Regions from separate parts of the Rattus norvegicus genome. Here region 1 is linked to region 2. A link is a contact called in public Hi-C data. All regions are on one chromosome and are shown on one strand. The core of a region is the stretch at or near the end of the contact, and the rest is flanking DNA. Distances in the headings are between cores, read along the strand shown.

Region 1 (3,808 bases), core at 70-2,569, 110 kb before region 2:
ACCCTTGGAGGCTGGCTACCCCGGCCTCTCTGCTGACATCTTGTTCCTCCTTCCATCCACCCTGTGAAGCAGATGAGCTCATCCAGCTCGCACCCTGGCCTCTGGCTCCTGAACTCCTTTGTTCATGAGTACTTTCCCTGAACTGCGATGGCCAAATCCAAGATGTCATCATTCACAAGCATCTCCACTCAGACCATGCCTCGGCTTGTGTGCTTCCCATAAGAGGAAAGTCTCCAAGTTGAGGATCTTATTCATCATTGCCATTTCTTCATCCCACAGACTCTCCTTAAAACTGTCTAATCTAACTTCCATTTCCTTTACTGAACCAGCAGAGCTCTGTTCCCTGCTACCAGCACAAATGCCTGCATCAGCTCTCTGCCTTCTCCTCTCAGACATCTCAGCATTGCTGGGCACAGGCGAAGCTCCCTCTGGAATCCTCTATTCCTGGGGCTTTCAGGGTGCTGTACCGCCTGGCTCTTTTGCTGTGCTCCTCAACTGTGGACTCTGTCCTTCCCTTTCTGGCCACTTGCATTCCCCCAAGGCAGCTCGCACACATCTCCATAGATTCAGGACGAGCTAATCTTCCTGACTGTCATATCAGCTTATGCAGCGCTGACACTCCTCAAGCTCAAGTCAATACACAACTGCCTTCTCCTGACCCTCTCTCAGATGACTAGCAGGCTCCTTACAATTGGCTGTGTCTACACTGAACCTTGGGTGTTTTTTTTTTCCTTCCTCAATATAACTGAGCTTTCTCTCCTCCTCTTAGCAATTACCCACCCAACTGCTCAGACTAAGAGCCTTGGGTTCATTACTTACTCTTCTCCTTCCCTTGGACTCTACATCCAACCCATGAATATATCCTAGTGATTCTGCTAGTGATGCTGCTTTCAAACCACATCCCCACACTGACCTCAACCCAGTATCACCACCTCTATAGCCAGGGTATCAGGCCCCATCATCCAGTCCTTTGCTTCCTTCCTGCCCCCCTGCCTCTATCAACCTGCCTATTGCTCGGCTTGCACAGGGCAGATTTCCCTGAAGCATAAATCAGGTTATGCCTCCCATGCTCAGTGTTCTCCGTGCCTTTGAAGTAGGCTTCAAGTCATCCAAAATGGCTGCCCGGCTCTGCTCCTGTCATCCCCTTTTCGATGTTTCTCTGTATACTCCAGCTTTTCTGTCCTCAGCCACATTCATTCCCATCTTAAGACCATTGTACTTGCTACACAGATGGTCTGAAGCTTTCTTCCCTCGGGTCTGTGTGGGCCTCCTACTCTCCTTCAGGCCTCGGCACACACAGCTCCTCCTCGCAGACTCCCCTGCTCAAGCAGTGCCCTGTTTCCACCTCAGCCCACAGCCTCTCCCTCTGACAATGCTTATTTCATCTGTTAGGGTGCACAAAAAAGCTCAAAGCTGTCACATTGGTTTGTCTACTACATCTGCTCCTTATCTCTATCACACTATAAAATTGTTATAGCCCATGGATTCAAGATAAGATGGTATTTCTTTCCATCAGTCAAGGGACAATGTCAAAGATGAATGTGTCTCTTGTAATCATCACAAGTACTCACAGAAATGTATATACATATACATACATATATATGCACACATATGCACGTATGCATATATAAACACATACATATCTATATGTATGCCTATATATGTTCCAGAGTGCTACTCAAGGTGAAATATTAGGAGATCATTGACCTGTTAATGTACACACGACTTCTCTTCCTTGTAGTTCATGTTGATTAATTGTCCAAAACAGGTGTCTGGAGCAGAGTGGCGATTTCTTTGACTGGGTTTAGTGACTCTAAGGTTTCCCCAAGAATTGCTCATGTGCCAGCACTAGATCAAAGTACATGATGGGTCAGGGGAGAGCCCCATGAGACCCGTAAACTTGGCTGACTCCTATCCAAAGGGAAGCTTTTGTTTGGTTAACACTAGGGGTCATGGGTTGCCTTCACTGATTTGGAGGGTGCATCCAGGACTACCTGGGGTGTAGGCGTAAGATTTGAGGAAGCATTCTGATGATGGATCTCCTACAGGCACAGACTACAACTATCTGAAGTGCCGGGTGATGCTCCCCTGGACCCGTCCAGCATGGAGGCCATTTTAGGTAGTGCCAAGTGCTGTAAAGATGGTGTTGTGTGGTTAGAACCCTTCAGTGAAGCCTGAGAACACAGAGGCGGTCAAACTGGAGGAAGGTGGATAACTGCAAAGGCATCCCAAGAATCTCACTGCATTAGGAGTTCACATGGAGGAAATCCTATCCAAGGGGGGAAGTGAGTCAGAGTTTGCTTACAGCACTGCCAGAGGACAATGGACTTCAAAAGAGATTTGAGATTTTACACTCTTAAGTTTTAAACGTCCTACCAAGTATTTTCACATGCCACTGTTGAATCCTTCAAAAGGTGTCTCAGGAAGGGTCTTCAGATGAGGCCATCTATGACAGAGCAAGTTCAGAGCACAGTCAGTCAGGTCATAGCATTAAGAAGGCACCAAAAGGGTTTGCATTTCCCATGTTCCCATAGCCTTCTTGAGCAGTTGACAAACACTCAAGTACTTACCTTATCCCATCTTGTGAGAATGTGAAACCAGTACTGGGTATAGGCGGTGCATGGAGACAGGTGGTCTGCCTGTAGCTTATATGCTACTTAAAATTCCCCAAGCCACCTACAGTAAGTGCTTGAAATAAATGGTGGGAATTCATTAGAAGAATCTTGCAAGCATCCATGTAACCCTTAAAGGCCATCCAAAGACAGAGAGAGGTTTCCAGCCTGTTGTACCTAGTACCCCAAGGAGCAGTATGGGGAAGACACAGGAACTCACCCATTTGAGAATCAAGAAACCTGCCCATTCTCCCCCCTCTCTTGCCAGAATATTTCACCCGGCCAAATATCAGGCTCTCACCCAGAGGCTGGGCAAGAGAGCATGCTTTCATATTTAATAGGCAGCCAATAAAAATACCACCCTGAGCACTAGGAGGGTCTATTTCAAGGGTAACAGTTTGAGTATACCCGTAATTTTCCTGCTTCCTGGGGCCTCCTTGGGACTCATTCTACTGTTTGGTATAAAACTCTTCTTGGGACTCTTGGTGGCCTTGGAGGGGGGAAGGATTTTAATGCCACCACTCATCTCTGTACAAGGGAAATGGTAAATGAACTATAAAAGCAAACAAACTAACCTGTGCCCAGGCAAACGGTGGCCAGCATGTCATGCCACAGGCAATTGGAAGCAGCCATGAGCCCGCTCTCTGTCATTTCACAACTGCTGGGTCATTCCATGTCTCAGAGCTCCCTGGCTCCAGTGGCATCTGCTTGTCATATCCTTCCAAGGGCTGATGAAAACCTATTCATTACCCTGTTGGGTTGAGACTCGACATCTACGATCACCTGGAAGGATTCCTTCGGGTATGATTTACTCATATTGATCACCAACGTCTTCCTCATTCTCCATAGATCAGCCTTGTGGAATCTCTAGAGAGCCAGAGAAAGAAGAGAGGCAATCCCTGCTCTCCAGGGACTGGTGCGTAATGGGAAATGCAGTTTACAGGTCGTGAGGTATGGGAAGGGCCATGTTGGGATACTGGAGGGATATCCTATTCAATGTCAGAGGCCTCCTAAAGGAATGCTTTGGGAGGGGAAGAACTTTCACGTCTCCAGATTTCAAGGAGGAATAGAAGCTCAAAGAAATGAAAGACAAAGAGAATCTGAGGTGTGGTCCAGATAAGTGAGTGAGCTAACCTTTCAGGTTAGAGAAAACAGGGTGTGCCCATCTGAAGGAAGATAAGGCAGAGGCTAAGCAG
Region 2 (3,981 bases), core at 886-3,385:
AGAGATGGCTCTGTGTGTGAAGTGCGTGCTGCAGAGGGACCCGAGTTTACCTCCCAGACTCCATATGAAAAATTCAGCACGGTAGCAAAGCTCTTTGAGTTCTGGGAAGGTCAAGACAGTCAGGCAGATTCCTGAAGGCAGCCTGGAAACAAACCCTAGCTCCTAGTAAGAGACTCTGCCTCAAAACAAAATAAGAGTGGGGGTGGTGGTTCATACTGTAATGCCAGCACTTGGAAGAGACTGAGATAGGTCAACCACTTTTAGGTTTGAGGGCAGCCAGCACGGGCTACATAGCCTGTCTCACAAAAACAAGGCGAATGGCTTCCGAGAAATAACACCAAAATGATCTGCCATCCACATGCATGCGCATACATATTGCACACACACACACACACACACACACACACACACACACACACACACACACACCGAGGGGGAGCACAAGAACTCCTCTCTAATTTTAAAGCCCATCTGCATGAACAGTATGGTCTCTTTTGATAATCTATCTAACCTATGCAGTCTCTGACCTATAGGATTCCTTTGGCCAAACAGAGCCCCACGAGCCATATCCGAGGAGCAGTCGTCTTTTGTGACCTTCCCTTTGACAGTTGCCTTTTCATACACAAGGACCTGTGGGGCAAGGTGGCTGAGAGCTGTCCAAAAAAAGTTCTGTGGAGGAACCGAGACAGAAAATCCCTTTACAGAACTAACAGGGCGCACGCTTAGCTAGGCAAACTCTATGTGATCCTTTGATCGTTAAAATAACCAATGGCGAAACGTATAAAGCGCGGCCAACTCTATCTCCATCCACTTAAGATCACCAACGAAACAAAACAAACAACGAAATAAGTTCTTAAAATCTCTAGGGATTTTGCCTGTTAAAAAAAATTAACCCTAAACTCACTGGGCTTGACCACAGACAAGAAGGCATATGCCAGGCACATGGCTGACATGTGTAAATGTGCGTGCAGTTAGATCTTAAAATCCCAGCGGCCAGAGACGCCCTCTCCAGCCCTACCCCTGCCCGCCCTGATCGAAGCAAGCAAGCCTTTGATCACAGGCACCGCAGAAGCCAACCGGTGTATTAGTCACCATTTTCACTCTAATTGGAAAATATTTCCCTGCTCAAGTTCAATCAGTGTCTCAGCTAAAAAGGTAAAAGATACCCAAGAACCGAGAGCTAGAAAGAACCTCAGAGGCATCTGACTCAAAATGTTTATTTTAAAGATGAACGGATAAAGTCTCTTGTTCAAGACAATCTGACTTAGCCGGCAGGGAACAAGAGTGCAGATTTTTTTCCTGTCACTGTCCTCCCTTCTGGTTTCCGGTTTTTAGATGCAAGACCTTTCCAGAAAGCTCCCAAGCCCTCTCTTTAGCTTCAGGTCAGCCCTGCCTGAGGCAAAACTGTGGATGTCCAGAGAAAGTTCCAGAGCCCTGGGGGCTGGTGTTGCTGGGTTGTGGGAGGGCACACCTCAGGGGCTCTGTTTTCAGGGATGAGGTCCACGTGTCCCCACATTGCCTTTGCACATGCAAGCCTCTCGCTGCTGCAGTCCCTGCCACGAGACTGCAGAGCTGCAGGAGGATTCCAGAAGCCCTGGGGGGGATACATTCAAAGGGTACCTAGAAAAGCAGAGCCGAGGATGTCACCCCCACTGTAAGGAAAGGGAGCCCGCTGGGGTTGTTGGGTGGGCGCGGATGCAGGGACCTACCAGCCTCCTCCCATAGCCCATCATTAATCGGGGTGGGGCACGGGGAAACAATCCAGTTGCGCGGCACACAGAAGTCACACTGACACAGCCACACGAGGAAGAGAGAGGGCCTAGTTGCTCTGCAGCTTGAGTGGGAATGTGAGAAAAATCACGGGGATTTCACAGCGCAGGTGGAGTTCGGCACAAACACCCTAGAGTGTCTTGCTAATCATTAGAGATGGCACCTCTGCTCAAAGTCAAGAAGTGGGGTTTCAGGGGCGTTTCCTCCTCTTTGGAAAAGACACTGTACGGGTAAGACAAAATTGTTTCAGCTCAAGGCGTGCAACGAACCATTGCTGGCTTCCCAGGTGAGAGGTCGAGATGGGAATTCAGCCCATCCTCCCATCCCACCCTCGCTCCTCCCAAGATCCGCTCACACAAAGAGCTAGGTACCCTCTCTGTGTTACATCTTCTTTTCAACAGTGGCCATGCCCAGGACATGCGGTTTTCAGAGCTGCTGCTGGACGAGCAGAAACACTTTCTCTGTCCCTGTCATCTCACTGTGACTGGCTTTCGCATTCCCTGTTACCTGAATAGAGGTGGCAATTCCATATAGGCTGGCCCGAGAAGAAAGCCGTTCTCAGGCAGCTCCTATAAATTACCCCCTTCTCACTTTAATATCAACTATGATATGTATTAGAGTGCAGGCTTTGGGCTAGACTCAAGTTGGAAGGCTGTCAAATAAAACACAAAATAGAAAAATAAATCCGAAGTGAAATTTATGACATGATTTTTTAACTCCCATTACATTCCACTTAACAAATGCATATGTTTTACAATATCTTTAATAATAATTATTAAACATAGTAAAATACTTCCAAACTTGGCTCATTGCATAATTGTACTTCGAGTGAAAAAAAAAATTATCTGAGGCCTTGTCAGAGTGCCACTTCCTCCTCCCCCAGCTTTTAACAGAAGCAGCCTCCAGTGGGATAATCCAAGCTGTGTTCAAGGAGTTGGCAAGTATGTCCAATTAAATGTGGTTTTACTGTATTCTGGCGTTTGCATATCTAGTTTGCCAAGAAGTAATCTTTCAAAAAAAAGAAAGAAAGAAAGAAAGAAAGGAAAAGAAAAAAGAAAGAAAGAAAAGGAAAGAAAAAAAAGACAGAAAGAAAGGTAGGGGGGAAAACTCTGCACTGGCCTAGAATCAGACTGGATGGTATCACATAACTTTACCCCATGGCTAAGACAATCTCTTCTTTCCTTAAATAGCTATGGAACATGTATCATCTATCCGTCATATTCCTGTGCGAACCACAAACACCAACCTGTGAGGAGCATCTTACATTTATACATAAAAAAAAAAAAAAAAAACCACCGGAATTCATCTCAATGGGTCTGTTTATTTTAATTATTAAACTCCAAGGGGTTAGCGCTTAGCCACCTGAGCGTGCTGTATTTATTCAGGTGTACTCCAGTCGGATTATTTGAATGAGGCTGTAAATGATCCTATTGACTATTAAATACCCACTTGTCAAAGCGGGAGTCGTACACATTCGCAAATCTGGGTACCTGGACCTGGGAGGGGCACCTCTCTGCTTTGCAGCTGAAATGCTGGGAGCTCCTTTGCTGGTGTTTTCCACCGCCCAGGGGCCCTTCATGGAGGAGCTGACTCGAGCAGAGCAGTCCTTTCCAGCTAACCCAGGCTCTCCGCAAACGGCCAGCCGTATCCAAAGTCCAGATGGAAAGCTGTCAACAAAGAGACTCCTTCCGCTCTGCCTACTGCATGATTCATCCCTGGCAAGAAGACAGGCCCGGAGATGGCCCCACCACCTTGACTCCCATAGGTGAGCCAGGCAAGGAGCACAGGTGCCCACTCTCCAGGTCAGCCGGAAGGGATCGGGTCCGAAAAAAAACAAAACAAAACAAAAAAAAGGCCGCAAACCCCACAACCTGGCCTTTGTTACGAATCATGAGCTCATTAAAAACACATGCAGAAATGGTTAAACAAAACCCTCCAAAATCTTTCACAAAATCGCCAGTCTATTAGGGAGACAGAGCCCGCAGCAAACTCTCCCTCCAATGTGTGCAACCGAGCAGCTAATGCCCTTTGGACTCTCGTCTATGGTATCAGGCGGAGGGAGGGTTGGGTGTTGTTGGTTTTGTTTTTTTTTTTTCCTAGGGGGAGGGGTGCTTGTTTGGTTTTGGTTGTTTTTGTTATTGTTTTGTTTTTTTTTTTAACCAAATGATTAAATATACCAACAAAGAACTGTTTTTACCAAACATGCATTGT

What was found. Hi-C and Micro-C count contacts between places; a contact is called where the count stands out from the background.
Region 1: a contact with region 2 is called in a Hi-C map of frontal cortex, with 2.8 times the contacts expected there. The contact joins two enhancer-like sites. A contact is called at or near these places in 2 of 12 Hi-C or Micro-C datasets (frontal cortex and prefrontal cortex).

Annotation. Positions count from the first base shown.
Region 1 is chr13:92,094,697-92,098,504 of GRCr8, reverse strand. No RefSeq gene overlaps it. Among named protein-coding and RNA genes, the nearest start is that of Zbtb18, 120 kb to the right of the region's middle. Within about 2 kb of position 1,319, at least 15 of the 93 cell types and tissues checked have an H3K27ac peak or open chromatin away from gene starts, as enhancers often do.
Region 2 is chr13:91,988,190-91,992,170 of GRCr8, reverse strand. No RefSeq gene overlaps it. Among named protein-coding and RNA genes, the nearest start is that of Zbtb18, 16 kb to the right of the region's middle. Within about 2 kb of position 2,135, at least 10 of the 93 cell types and tissues checked have an H3K27ac peak or open chromatin away from gene starts, as enhancers often do.